Linked DNA regions of Triticum aestivum: region 2 is linked to region 1. A link is a contact called in public Hi-C data. All regions are on one chromosome and are shown on one strand. Each heading gives the region's core, a stretch centred on a gene start, on an enhancer-like site or on the middle of the called end of the contact. The rest is flanking DNA. Distances are from core to core; before and after follow the strand shown. Region 1 has its middle 14 kb from the start of LOC123169307. Region 2 holds the start of LOC123165982.

Region 1 (2,528 bases), core at 19-2,518:
GTTGATGGAGAGAAGTGTAGATCACAAGCATCGAACTTGTAGACACACGAACGCAAATAAATGAATACCAGATTCATACAAATCCACCAAAGACAAACACTAACTAAATCCCGCTAGATCCATCGGGGATAGACCTCCACACGCCCTCGGACGACGCTAGATGTACCCTGGGGCGGTGGCTAGGCGGAGAGAACCTTATTTCATCTTCAGGGAGCCGCCACCTCCTCACCTTCCTAAGCAAGGCAAAACCCTAAACAAACTCAAAAGCAAGATAAAACCTAAAAAACTAAAAAACACACCTAAAGCGAAGCAGGAGTCCTCCCACCGAGAAGGGTAGGGGTCCACTGTGCCTCCATGGCCCTAAGGCCACAGAAGACGAGGCAGATCATTACCAGCAGGAGGCATGGAAACCCTAGTTTCTTTATTCGCTCGTGGGGTGCTACTATCTTTTGATCATAATATTTATAGCTTAGCAAACAAAATCATTTTTCATTTTTTTCAAAATTGTGAAGGCAAAAGGTCATAGATGTAGACTGCGAAAACAGAAGTGCACAAGTGAATACTGGTAAAAGAATGCAATCATTTCCTCTATGTACTTACTCTGGCCATAGTTTAAAAAAGTGGTGACCAAACTGATGAGGTTCTCGGTTTAGGTTTTTGTCGGTCCAACCACCGTCACTTGTTCACATCTAGTTTTTTAGGCTACAAACATACATTTATACTAATATAGTAGTAAACAAAGGTCAAATAGTTTTTCTTGCCAATTCTTTTTGTCTGATGGCAGCACAGTCTACACACCTTAAGAAGCCGTCAACATTGTTTATCCCAGCATTTTCCGGTTCGGCTGCCAGTCCTATACAGTTTTTTAACTATGGATGTGATGTAAAAATCTTGTTTACATTAGCTTAGTGCAATTTACTATAGCTCCGACAATTGATTATATTTCCTCAACATGGATATTACTTTATGTTTTAACCAAATTTTAAATGTATATTTATCAACATATTTTTTAATACCCTTGAGTTTTTATATAAAAACTTATAGATATGGATTTTCAGCAAATTACTACATTTAGAGCTACTAGTTAATGTATAATGATATTATATCCTATGTCGGAAAATTATTGGGTTCAACACATGGCATCAGTTATATAGGCTTACACATTATCACAGAAAAAAGAGTTATGCTTACCCATACTCATACCATCCAGGCCCATGCCCCATCTCAGTGACGATCTTAAATAGGCCCAACCCAAATACTAGGCCATAATTGTCATGGGTGCTGCGAGTGCATAGCACACCGGGAGCTATGTCTCGCTTATTGTGAGATCTAGCTCTGTCTTGCCTTTGGCGCTCGCTTTGTGTCCTTTTAATAGGCCAACCCAGTGAAGTGGTTTTGGAAAGGTTTTGTGCACCGGTTTGTGGAACCTTCATCGGTTCTGAGAAGGTTTCATGCGGTTTCTTTCCTTTTTCTATGTTTTCCTTTATGGTTTTTCTTTTACTTTTTTCCCTATACTTTTTAATTTTTTGTCCTTTTTAATTATTTCAAATACATGTTGCATTTTTTATATGCGTTGAACATTTTTTGGTACACGCTGAACATTTTTATTACATTATTTAAACTTTTAAAAATGTCACGAAATGTTTTTGAATGATACTAAATATTTGTCTAAAATTACGCAAATATTTCTTTCACATTGTATAAACATTTTTATAGAAAATTTAATGTCATGAACATTTTTTAAATGCCACGAACATTTTTTAGTGGTACAGAATATTTGTACAAACTGCATCGGCATTTTCTGTTTTGCATGACAGTGCTGGAAAATTCTTAGCAGCAAGTAACAATGTTGTTGTTGTTTTTCCGGGGAAAGTAACAATGTTGTTGGTGTTTGCATAGATGTCTTCATGGTAGAAGCGCTGGCTCTTCGGTTTGGTTTAAACTTGGCAACATCTTTGGGCTGCACTAAGTTAATCATCAACTCCGACAACATTGATGTAATCTTAGCAATGCAAGACGGAGACAATACGTCAGGATCATCGGCCGCCATCCGAGATGATTGCTTCCATATGGCTAGGGACTTCACTCATGTTCGGCATGAACACATTCACAGAGAAGCAAATGTTGTTGTTGATGACCTAGCTAGACTTTGTAATTTTTCTCCCCCAAATTCTTGGTTCGATGAGGCACCAGATGCCATCACTCCCTTGCTTGTAAGTGACTCTGTTTTGATTACTACTCCCTACGTAATCTATCTATAGTGGAATATCTAAAAGGTCTTATATTTAAGAACGGAGGGAGTAGCTAACAAAAGGGAGCGTTGAGAGGTTAAAAAAACTTCATGGACATTTTTTAATGTCAAGAACAAATTTTTGAAATGCGTGAACTCTTTAAAAATTGCATGAACAATTTTTCTACATTGCATGACTTTTTTAATGTGTGATGAACGCTTTCAAAAATTGAAATAAATATATTTTGAAGAATATTTATTTAGAATATTTCGAAATATAAAGAAAAGCAAAAAATAA
Region 2 (2,528 bases), core at 18-2,517, 340 kb before region 1:
CTCGCGAAAGAAAAAAACAGAAAACGCGTATTTTTTTGGGTTTCCGAGAGGGACGGCCGTGACTCTCGCGAAAGCACAACCGTGCCTCCCGCAGAAGCAAAACCGTGACTCTCACGAAAGAAAAAAAACAGAAAACGTGTTTTGTTTTTTCCTTTCCGAGAGGCACGTCCGTGACTCTCGCGAAAGCATAACTGTGCCTCTCGCGGAAGCAAAACCGTGCCTCTCCCGGAAGCAAAACCGTGACTCTCGCGAAAGCACAACCGTGCCTCTCGCGGAAGCAAAACCGCGACTCTCGCGAAAGGAAAAAAACAGAAAACTTGTTTTCTTTCCGTTTCCGAAAGGCACGACCGTGACTCTCGCTAAAGCACAACCGTGCCTCTCGCGGAAGAAAAACCGTGACTTTCGTGAAAGAAAAAAAAATAAACGCGTTTTTTTCGCGCAAAAAGTTTTTTTTTTTGAAATTTTTTTTAGTCGAAAAGCTAAGAAAGACCGGGGAAAATCAAAACATCGAAAAAAAAAACCGTTTAAAAAGCCGAAAACGCGTGCGGAAAAAAATAAAAAAAATAAAATCCGAAGAAAGCGTCCAGAGCGCGACACGTGGCGAATGGCTGAGAGCGCGCCAGGTGATGCTGATCATTGCGATGCTCCCGAAGATGCGCTCGTTAACTTTTTTTTTTGAGGGGTGAAAAACAGTTTATTCATCACCATAATCCACATGAAGTGGGATACATGAAGGGTCATGAGGGTTTTCAAGCCACATATGGTGTCCCGGACCCTGCGAAAGAGCAAATTTAGCTAATCTATGTGCCTCATAGTTTACGGCACGACCCTCCCAAACAAAATTGCAATTAAACGTAGTAGCACTGAGTTTTATTTCGCTGATGATAGTACCATATCGGCCTCTGGTCCCCTTTTGAATGTCTGAGACAACTTGTTTGCAGTCTGAGGCAATGATGAACTGTTGCAGGTTGAGGTCCTCCGCCAAGGCTAAGGCCTCCAACACAGTAGGATCGCATATACCATAAGTGACGAGTGCAGAGCTTCCAAGATAGAATCCTTGGTCATCCCTACAGATAGCAGCAGCAGAGCTTCCCCGCTCGAACCTGACTCCTGCGTCCACATGAATTTTTGCATATCCCATAGGATGAGCTCGTTAACTAGTTGCTGGTGCTGACAAGCACATCGCACGGCGTGCGACGGGCCAGGCACGACCCGTTTTAGTCCCATGCCAGGCAGGCCCGTTATGTACTGGGCACGCATGCTACGGGGCTGGCCCAGGTTTTCGGTCCGGATTGCCAGATCTGCTGCAGAGCCAACCACGCGGCCTCCGCCGCCGCCCCGGCATCCGAGAGCCCCCCACCGTTTCTGAAAAAAAAAAGGGGCCCCCAACCTCCGCACCGCCGCCGGACAACATGGATTTCGCTCGTCGTAGGAGAACCACCAAACCCCCGCCGGCGCCCCCCACCTGCCACCAACGAGACGGGGCAAGGGCCACGCGCGCGTCCGTCCGCCGCGCCGAGGCACTCGGTGGCAGTCGGAATCCTTCCACCGCATCCCCCGCCCCTCCTTGGCCGAGGTAAGCTGTTCTTTGATTTGTGTAAGGAACGATGCGATACCGATGCACACGCATTCCAACTTTTAGGTCTAACAATTCGGTTTGATATACCACTATGCAAGTTTAACATCTCCAGGGTGTAGATTACTTCATATAGTCGGGCTTAAAGTACTTGTAGAATAGGACTATTGCTCTACATTTTTAATTAGGTGTAGCCGTGTAGGGATGGAAATTAGAAGACAAAACAAAAGTTCCTTTCATGAACTTCATTTACTATAGGTTGAACCACAGTATACTGTATACATATGTTAAGGAGTATTAATATTGGTCTAGAGTCCTTATTAGTCTATGTTTAGTTTCCTTACACCTCAAGTCATGTGTAATATATATATGCCTCTTGGGTCTTCAATAAAGATAAGTCTCTTTTCTAACATGGTATTAGAGCCTAGGTTATTTTCTTTAACACGCGCAACTCGTGCTTCCCGATCCAATCTCGCGCGGTCGCTGCTTCTTCTATCGCCTGATTGTCGCTGCTTATCTCTGCCGCATGTTCGCGTGCTGATTCCGTGTCCGCCGCCCGTGACGGCTGCCGCAAGTCCCTCGATCCATATCAGGCCGGGACTCCAGATCAACCTGCCTCCATCCAACAACCTCCGCCTGTGTCCGCCCATGCCCGCGAGGACTCCCGCCGCTGCTCCCCTCAATCTGCTGTCACCAAGGACCGCTGCTGCTGGCTGCTACCTGCTGGTGTTCCCTAGCTGCTGCTACGTTGTGTTGCTAGCTGCTACGTGGTGCTCTCTGCTGTCCACTACTACCTGCTGCTACGTGGTGCTGTTACCTGCTACGTGGTGCTGCTCTCCTGGTCTGATCCGCTCCGCTGCCTGTTTCCTACGTGGTTGATCTGGGTTAGCTGTAAAAATAGAAGATAGTATGTCTTCGTCGTCGGGGTATGTCGTCATCCCTTGCTGCCCGT

Evidence for each region. Hi-C and Micro-C count contacts between places; a contact is called where the count stands out from the background.
Region 2: a Hi-C map of leaf shows a contact between it and region 1, with 5 times the contacts expected there. The contact joins the promoter of LOC123165982 here to the enhancer-like site in region 1. A contact is called at or near these places in 3 of 5 Hi-C or Micro-C datasets (leaf and an unstated tissue).

What each region holds. Positions count from the first base shown.
Region 1 is chr7D:461,946,426-461,948,953 of IWGSC CS RefSeq v2.1, reverse strand. No RefSeq gene overlaps it. Among protein-coding and RNA genes, the nearest start is that of LOC123169307, 14 kb to the left of the region's middle. Within about 2 kb of position 1,268, at least 1 of the 8 cell types and tissues checked has an H3K27ac peak or open chromatin away from gene starts, as enhancers often do.
Region 2 is chr7D:462,289,650-462,292,177 of IWGSC CS RefSeq v2.1, reverse strand. LOC123165982 reads left to right here and starts at 1,267. Exons shown (of 3, transcript XM_044583745.1): 1 at 1,267-1,576. The coding sequence starts at 1,413.